3 separate regions of the Mus musculus genome follow, and all the other regions are linked to region 1. A link is a contact called in public Hi-C and HiChIP or PLAC-seq data. All regions are on one chromosome and are shown on one strand. The core of a region is the stretch at or near the end of the contact, and the rest is flanking DNA. Distances in the headings are between cores, read along the strand shown.

Evidence for each region. A called contact is a pair of places that touch in the nucleus more often than the background predicts. HiChIP or PLAC-seq counts read pairs in DNA pulled down with a chosen protein or histone mark.
Region 2: a contact with region 1 is called in an H3K4me3 HiChIP or PLAC-seq map of bone marrow-derived macrophages, with 5 times the contacts expected there. The contact joins two enhancer-like sites. A contact is called at or near these places in 4 of 115 datasets of contacts at active chromatin or transcription factors (CD8 T cells, bone marrow-derived macrophages, double positive thymocytes and 1 more) and 1 of 9 other capture datasets (liver).
Region 3: a contact with region 1 is called in a Hi-C map of Th1 cells, with 4 times the contacts expected there. The contact joins two enhancer-like sites. A contact is called at or near these places in 4 of 484 Hi-C or Micro-C datasets (CD4 T cells, Th1 cells, muscle stem cells and 1 more), 6 of 115 datasets of contacts at active chromatin or transcription factors (the 230-238 cell line, CD8 T cells, effector CD8 T cells and 3 more) and 3 of 9 other capture datasets (adipose tissue, liver and macrophages).

The regions. Positions count from the first base shown.
Region 1 is chr5:23,385,524-23,388,540 of GRCm38.p6, forward strand. All of the region lies in intron 1 of 5031425E22Rik (RIKEN cDNA 5031425E22 gene), which reads right to left. Among named protein-coding and RNA genes, the nearest start is that of 5031425E22Rik, 46 kb to the right of the region's middle. Within about 2 kb of position 1,533, at least 405 of the 459 cell types and tissues checked have an H3K27ac peak or open chromatin away from gene starts, as enhancers often do. A contact at or near this core is called in CD8 T cells, Th1 cells, bone marrow-derived macrophages and 1 more, where this site is marked.
Region 2 is chr5:23,525,667-23,528,754 of GRCm38.p6, forward strand. It overlaps Srpk2 (serine/arginine-rich protein specific kinase 2), which reads right to left. Exons shown (of 16, transcript NM_001359173.1): 8 at 2,231-2,396; 9 at 1,124-1,149; 10 at 1-79. Among named protein-coding and RNA genes, the nearest start is that of Kmt2e, 93 kb to the left of the region's middle. Within about 2 kb of position 1,510, at least 16 of the 459 cell types and tissues checked have an H3K27ac peak or open chromatin away from gene starts, as enhancers often do. A contact at or near this core is called in bone marrow-derived macrophages, where this site is marked.
Region 3 is chr5:23,610,352-23,613,165 of GRCm38.p6, forward strand. The region is part of intron 2 of Srpk2 (serine/arginine-rich protein specific kinase 2); the gene reads right to left. Among named protein-coding and RNA genes, the nearest start is that of Srpk2, 64 kb to the right of the region's middle. Within about 2 kb of position 1,395, at least 18 of the 459 cell types and tissues checked have an H3K27ac peak or open chromatin away from gene starts, as enhancers often do. A contact at or near this core is called in CD8 T cells, Th1 cells and regulatory T cells, where this site is marked.

The sequences.
Region 1 (3,017 bases), core at 283-2,782:
AGAGGAGGCCAGAAGAGGGTATCAAATCCCCTCAAACTGGAGTTCGAGATACCTGTTAGCCATCATGTAGGTGCTGGGATTTGAACTCACACACGTTAAAAGAGCAGCCATATCCTGTCTTCAAAATGAAAAATTAAATAAATGAATAAATAACTGACAGGAGGGGCAAAGCCTATTGTTCCAAAGTTTCTGTGGGCCTTGGGCATGCTAGGTTATGGGGTCTGGTAAGCAGAGGTGGAAAGGTTTCTAAATGAGCAGAGCCTTGCCCTTTGATATAGTTGCCAACAACCACATTTTCTGTTCTGGGCACAGTGCCATCAAGGGTCTCAGCCACCCTCCCCCACCTTAGTGAGAAAGTATCTGCTAGCGTCTAGCAGGGTCGATGCAGGCAAGGACCAGAGTGAAAAGGAGTTCTGAGCCTGGCTTCCCTGTGGTGCACTCGGACATACATCTTCCAACCGTCATCATCTTACTCCTCTTGTCTCTGACCCCTCCTTGACCAAAGGCAACTACATCTCAGTTCCTTACTATTCGGGAGCTACTCAACAATTACACTAAGAGAGCTTCTGAGCTGGGTGGGCATGGTGGCACAAGGGCATCCCTGTAATCCCAGCACTTAGGAAGGAAAGTCAGGAGGCTCACACAAGTTCAGGGCCATCCTCAGTTGTGTGGCTGAGTTCCAGGCTATGTTACAGAGACCCCTGCCACAAAAATAAATAAATAAATAAATAAATAAATAAATAAATAAATAAATAGATAGATAGATAAATAAATAAATAAATAAATAAATAAATAAATAAAGCGAGGGAGGGAGGGAGAGGGGAGGGGAGAGGGGAGGGGAGAGGGGTGGGGGTGGGGGAGGGGGAGGGGTGGGGGAGGGGGAGACTGGTTTAGAACTTTGCCCTGACTCTGATCTTAATTCCTCCTGGCAATGGGCAAGCTGTTTCTTTTCTGAGGAATGCGAAAAGAGAATGAGAGATTTGTTATGGTGACAGGAAGATTCCAGATCAGAGGCAAAGCCCCTCTAGGGTACATACCATCTGGGGATAGTCCCTAGAAAAGTAGATACCTGCGCTAATTTAAATGTTTAACAGGAATGCAGGTGCAGATGAACAAAAGGTAGTTTCCATTAGGTAGAAATGTTTTTTTTTTCCACTTCCTGTTTCTAGTCTCTTTTTCAGTGTTCCTGTACGAAACCACGGAGTTTCAGAAGCAGATGAAATCTATCAGCGGCCTGCCCCAAGCTCCGTCAACCCTGCCAGGCTGAATGGTGCTGATTGTTCGCAAAGGGCGGGCATTTCTCTGCAAACAGAAAAGCCTGCTCAAGAAATGCCACTCACCGCCCTGTATCAGTCTCAATATTGAGTCTGAATGATTTCCCGATGGCGACTTGACCGAAATGGAAAAATATTTTTCCGTTGCAATTCCCCCGGTACTGACTGGTGTTTCATCCTCTTCCGGTCCTTGTGAGACAGCAAGAGCAGACAGAGCTTCAGCAGTGTTGATCTTCAGCTCTGAGAACAGAAGATGGGTGGGGTGCTGCGTTGCCACGCAACCAAAGGCAACACAGCTGCAGATCTCTGCCAGCTGGGCCAGCCCATTCAAACCGCAGGGAGTTTCAAATGGCTGTGTCCCCTAGGGACTGGGCTTAGCAAGCCCAGGGGGAAAAGTCAGCATTCAAATGGCTTCGATGACGATGACGCAGAGGAAGCCAAGAGGACGCTGTCAAAGCCTAGTCATCATTGACTCGAAGTTAGTATACTTGAACAGGAAAGAACTGCCAAGATCAGACAGGCAGGACACACACACACCTTTCTTTTAAACTTTAAAAGTTATTCTCTTTAAAAGAAACGTAGTTGCTTTTTAAAAAGCTATACAAAGTTCTTAATGTTTCTTTGGCAACAGAATAGAATGAAATTTTACAACTATATAAAATGTTTATTTACCGGTGTGTGTATAGCTGACTGACAAAGCTGTCTACCACCCAGCACCCTAACTGCTGAAATAAGCTACCTCATATTATAGCATCTCCAAACAGAATGAGAAGGGTACAGAGACTGGAACTTGTCTGTAGACTAGGAGGTGACTTTATTATCTTTCCTATAGTCAAAATCTGCACTCTCTGCTCCATGATGCCTCTGAATCCACTTGAGGGGCAGTGATGGTCCCTCCTCGGCCACTACCACGTACCCTGCCATATGAAAGCCAACACTTCTCTGCCTTGGTAGCTCCATGGCCACCATCTGGACAAATTGGGGTTCCGAACATTTCAGCATCTAACCTTTCTTCAGCCTAACTCGGGCTCCTTTCTCCAGTATCACCATAAGCAATACTATCAAAGAATGATTTCATTTGGTCATGTTATTAGTTGGGTCTCAGCAGGTCTTCGGCAGCATCTCCTTCACTGGTTAAGTACCAGCTTGTGAGTCTCCTGTATCTTCATCCACAAGCTTGTCCTGTTTCTCAGGTTTCTCTTCTTCTAATTTAAGTTTATTATGAGACACTCTGTCCGTTTCCTCCTTGTTAAATTGTGTGTATGCACTTGTCTTCCTCAGATTTCACTGGACCATCTCATGGATACCAAATCTTCCTCTACCACCTTGATGAGCCCCACTTCCTCCCCTCAGAGCAGAAGGAACACTTGGGACTAGAAGCCGCTTGTATAATTTCTTTGTCACTCATTTTGTTTCCCAGTCTTGGGATTTTGTGTGCTTCAGCTTTCTCCCTTCCTCCCTTCCTCTCTTTCTTCTCCTCTCCCCACCCCCCAACCCCAGGAATTCACTCTGTAACCACGGGAGGGAGAAGAGTTTGGCTGCTATGTGATGAAGGGAGTCTGAGATACAGGCTCCCAGTCCTCTCCTCAAATCACCATTAAGAAATCACTCCTCTCCCAGCCTGATTCTTCTTCCTGGGGAAGCACTAATTCGGAGTGGAATAAGTCAGAAATGCTGGAGCAGAAGTTCTTCCACATGGAGGAACTGTCAGGAGTGAGGGGGAATCTTTACAGATCCTAATAA
Region 2 (3,088 bases), core at 260-2,759, 140 kb after region 1:
GGCGTTTCTCCAGCAACTCAGCCTGTCTCTTCTGTTTCTTTTTCAGCTTTTTCTTTTTGTTTTTAGATATTTTTCCTATCTACAACATGGTAAGAAAGTGTGGGTCAGGTGGAAGTGTGATGCCATGGGTCAGAAAAGCACTCTTTAAAACACTATTCAGGAGTTCAAGTATTGGTAACATAGTGAATCCAACTGTGCTTTCCTACAACCTACACAGTTATGCTCACTAACCCAGCCAGAAGAGCCACCTTAGGGGAGGGCTGGGCTCAGACTGTTAGTACCCTCCCTAACTTCTAGGAGAAAAGTCTAGGAGATGAGCATGGTGAAACACCTGGCTTTGAGCGAGAATCTTCTCTTGCAAGCAATCCTTGCTGCTGACTATATCGGGTCATTTTTATTCCTTAACAATAAAAACAAACACCTGCCAAGACGGGTGCCAACAGCACTATATCTGAGTTTGGCTCTGATACCAAGCTGTGAACAACAGCCAATATACCATGAACTTTCAGAAATAAGCAGATAATATAAAAAAAAAAATCAAAATCAAAAAAAGGAAAAGCCACAGTTTTGTCAGCCTCAAGCTACAGCCATAAGTCTCAGAAAGCCTAGCAACGAGTGCCTGCCAAGCTTCAGAGGCCATAACCCAACCCCAAAGTCCAGGGGAGAGCTACACAAGTAACAATTCACCACACTTGGAACTACTCCTCCGAGCCAACTGCTCAGTGATTCGACAGGATCACAGAATTGATGGTGCTCATTCTTACTTAAACAGCTGGCTATAAAAGATTAAAATGGTTTTTTGGCAAAACAGGATACTTGAAGGCCAAGAAGAAGTCATTTAAAAAAGAGTCTGGAACACTTATATTTTAAACTTGAACTAAAACCTTGCAATTCACAGACTTGGCCAACAGCAGCCTCGAGAGCCCAGGAGGAGCCTGGCTTTGCAGCAGCATGACTATTCCCATCCACGGCAGGAAGTCATGAGGGTTTTCTGATGACACAGAGCATTTACAAACATGCCCACTTCTAAATTAATGAAGGTTATAATATTTTCTACATAATTTGTGAAGCTCAAGAGTGAGCAGTTCCTTCTGACATGCTGAATAGACATGTGAATACTTACAGGTTTTTGCTGTGGAGCCGTACTCACTAAAACAAAATAAAACAGAATGGGTATTCAGAGGAAAACAGGCACCTTTGGGTAATTTGATTTGCAAAATGAAATAATACTGTTTTAATAACTACCCAGCTTTGAAAAACTTGAACCTTAGAGATTGCTAAAGATAGGAACCTAGGAAAAGTTTGTGCAATTCAAACAGACTGTGCAATTCCAGGCCACAGGAAGCTAAGCCCTCGCGCCACTTTCCTTGCAAACAGCCTCTCTCAGAGCACTGGCAAACTGAGCACAACGGAAAAAGAAAAGGAAATGCAAGAGTTTACCCATCAGTCACAGACCCAAACATGTTCTGCAAACGAGGCAATGAACATGTTAAATGAGAAGCTGCACAGTCGTGTTTGAAAACTACTGGGAAAGCACCACACAGGAAATGAACTCACATAGCACAGCACACTGTGCAATGGCTCTAGAATTCAGCAGGGCAAGCATCAGAAGCTTCATGACTTTGGTTGCATGAGCTGATATGATAACATCACAATGACACTCCAGGTGAGGTGACAGCACCTCTCTGGAGCCCTGTCAGTCAGAGGGGAGCACAACCAACATTCCAGTCTCCCCAGTGACTCCTGTCACCCTCGCAAGAGAAACTAAGCTAAAGCTTAAGTCCCTGCTCCCCTTCCGCGCCCCCCACCCTAGAGCGTCCACGGCTGATATCAAATGTGTCGGCTAAACTGAGGTGGAGGCATCTACTTTAGTTTAAGAAAAGAAAATATTGTTATGAAACCTAAATCAGAAAAAAAAAAACAAAAAAACAAAATCAGAAGACTGAAGGTAGGCTATAAGAAAGCTATCATATATTCTCCAGAGACTTGGACCACACAAGAACATGCTCCTATGTAATGAAGCAACAGCTAAGAATTCATACAGGGCAACAACAAAGAGCTAAAAGGATGAACTCAAACACCATCTTAAGCAAAAGTCATTTCCACATCCAAACTCTTGAGAAAAGGTTCCTAATGTGTACGCACACATCGGACTCACGCCGTCCCTGCCCGGCTTTAAAAGCTCCCAGCCCCCAAGCAGACTGAAGCAATGAGGGCTCGGACCCCTCACCTGCAGACCCAGAGGGAGGAGGAGCACCTGCTTTCTGCCACTCCGTGGCTTCGGCTGCCATTCTTCTCACGTAAGCGTCATCCACACACATCAAGATGTTTTCCGGCTTTATGTCGGTGTGAATTATCTTGCACTTACTGTGTAGATAATCTAACCCTTGAAGGACCTGATCAGAGTAAAATAAAATCAAAGAAAGGACCTATTAGTACTTTATTTTGTAATTTATTTACTCATAAAATATGCAATCTTTCCATATGTAAAATGGAATACAATTTTATAGGCACAGATAAACACTGACTTTAAGAAATGGAATCTCTTCACAGGCAACCAATGTGCATTACTTTAGAATTCAGTTATGCTTATAGATGTAATGCCTTTGATAAGAATTTTATATGAAGTAAACCCAGGGCTTCAGAGCTCTTAGAGAACTTAGGTTCACGTGTATCTTACAACTGTCTCTAAGCTCAGTTCCAGTGCATCCAATGTCACTTTCTCATCACTGCAGGCGCAAGGCACACACAGTGCGTATACCCCACACAGGCAAACATTTATACATAGAAAATAAAAATGAATGCATCTTTTAAAATATCAAATACATTAACATGTTTATTGATATGATATCACAGAACTATGATATAATTTAGAACATTTGCATCACTCCATAAAGAAATCCCACAGGCATGAGGAGTGGCTTCCCATCTTCCTCCAACTCGGACAGTCCTAACCATTAAGCTATGTGCCTGACTCATATAGCATGGTCTCTGTGTGTGTTTGAGTAAACATGTCCAATGTACATGCATTTCTGTGCATGTGAGTGAACAGATGTCAACAGCAGGTGGACTCCTCAATAGCTCCCAC
Region 3 (2,814 bases), core at 145-2,644, 220 kb after region 1:
TCACCTTGGTTCTGGGGACTGAGCCAGGGCCCCTGTCACGCCAAGCACAGGCCTTCCCACCAGGGCACAGCTTCCTTTTCCTCGCCGCTCTCTCTAATTCCCCCACATATTACTTCACTTACCACTGCACATTATTTCTGAGTGTCTCCACTGCATTATGCTCAAGAATCCCTGCAGGGAAGACCACAGCGCAGGACATTTTCTACCTCTCAGATCTTCAAGACACTGCAGCCCAAAAGCCCAGTGCTTAAGCAGTGCTCCACATCCTTAGGTCTCTCTGTTTTCAAACATAACTTTTAAAATGCTCCCAGCGTTATCTGTCCAAGCAAATGAAGCTCACTGCTTTCTATCTAAATGTCTGAGAGGAAGCTCTCTCACTCCTGCTTCTTAATTCACCTAAACCTCTCACACACAGCTCACAGCCAAAATACAAGCAAAAGGGGCAAGCCATACAATCTAGTAGTAGAGGCGTAATCAAAATCTCAAAGGATGCTGTACCATGTATGTGACCCCAGCACGTGAACATCAAACATTTCCCAGCCATCTGATTTGGCTTCCTGTAACCAAGCATGGAAAAATTTTTTTGAGGGTTTCTATTTATACAGATTCAAAACAGAAACAACTGAATAGACATATGCAAAAATGAAATCAAATCCTTACATCAATATTAAAACCCAAAATGTATCTCAAGCTCTGAGTCTGACGTCAGCCTGGTCTACAAAAGTAGGTTCTAGGACAGCCAGAGCTACACAGAGAAACCCTGCCTCAAAACAACAAAACAAAAACAAGAGGAGGAAATATATAACTTCTTAAAAAAAAAAAAAAAGGTAGCACAAAATCTAAGCAGCCCCAGGCTTGGTAAAGATTATTATATATCACACAAAATTATAAACTAAACTTTAAAAACATACACACAAAATTGTATTTCATATGGTTTGTGAAATCCCATTAATTTCCATTAAAATACTAATAAATACTAAATATAAATAAGCACTCAGCCACTTCTGACTCATTCTATCACTCAGGGGAAAAAACAAAAAACAAAAAAACCAGTCTATCCTGTAGAGAAACTAAGAAAGCAGTGTCAGGGTGAGGCTCGAGAGAGGAAAGTACACTCATCAATGCACGTGGCTAGGAGCCATGGCGGGGAAGGAAGGGAAGAGGACAGCAGCCCCTGTACTGATCAGACCTCGGGACACAGCCTAGAATAAACAAGGGGTAACCTGCTCTGCGCCTTGCCATCAAATTCCCCTCCTCGCTATTTGTCAAGGTTTCTTTGTGTGCTCTAAATAAGAAAGAAAAGTAAAGGACACACGTGCACAAACGTACACTGTCCACATGGCATGCCCTTGTACAGAGTAGAGACAACATGCCATCCTGTCACTTCTCAGCAAGGCTTCTTACTCAGCACTGGTACAACACAGGCCACAACATGATGGCCATGATACCAGTCATGATTTTCTCTCTTCCTTATTTCTCCATTCACAATAAAGGTAACTAGCAACTATAGATTCAGTGTTTATTTGCTGACTACTAGGATGCCAAAGACCTTCATTACGACATTTAAAATGTCACACCAAGTACAAAGAGCTTGTCCTTTTACATCCTGCCCAGAGCAAGCTTAAACCTCATAAAGCATTCGGTGACCGAGAGCTCATCCTGCTCCCCGGCCCCGCCCCTCGTGCTATTGGGGTACCTGGTTCAGTTCCCAGCACCAACAACCGAGCCACCATCAGGAGACATGATGTCTGGGTTGTTTAGTAATTGCTACCATTTTCCTAGCTGTGATTACTATTCCTCCTCTTCACCATGTGTTCCAACCCACAACCTCCGGAAGTGCTACAGCTGGAACAAAGCAAAAGAGGTGAGAGATGAGGAGGTGAGCTTTGCCAGTAACTATTCTGTTGACTTTATTACACTAAATGGGAGCAAACAAAAAACCATGTCTAACAGCATCATTACAATGCTAACAAATCAATGTGCTCACTCATTCAGCAAGTACTCGATTCTACAGAAGACATATTTGTAGTGGGATTTATTCCTGGACCCTCCAGGACTCTGGAGCAGCAGAAATCCCATCCTAACAGGCCACAGGACATGTCACCTGTTTTTAAATTATCATTCACTCAGTAACATTGTCTGTTGTTAATCTTTAAAGAGGTAAGCTGAAATTTTTTTTTCTCTCTTCAAGACACAACATCTAAAACCAAACTGTAGCTGAGCTGAGCTGAGCTGCACTAATTCCGACCTGTGAGTAGCCTTCCTAAACGGAGCACATGGACTGCGCATCTCTCCTACTGAGGTACGTTCTGAGTCTCCACTATTTCATCTAAGCTAAAAGCCTAACTTCCAAACTATTTTCAAGAGCTACTGACAGTAATATTAACAGACCCCAGCTATTGGGATCTCTTAGTAGACTCCATTATAATTTTACTTTGGACTAATTCTATGTTCAAGGAACAAGTCCTCAAAAGTCTACAAAATTAAAATAAGTTAATGTTTTATAATGCTTTTCTATTTTAGAAAAGTGTATGAACAAAAAGGCTCCAGTCAATATTACTAGCTTTCTCAGGATGGCTCTTTCCACATAGTGGGTTAAATGTGTAAGATGCAAGGGTTACTAAACCCACCCCAGCAGAGGCTCCACCCAGGCTTACGACACTGCATTCAGAAGTCCTGCCCTGCCAAGAGCACTCTCAGGAAACCCTCTACACTACAGGGACAGGGTACAGGAATGATGCCTTCTGGTGCCACATAGCTTATCCCTCTGTGGAAAAAGAAACCAGGCTGCTCTGCCGAACCTACTGACAGGCA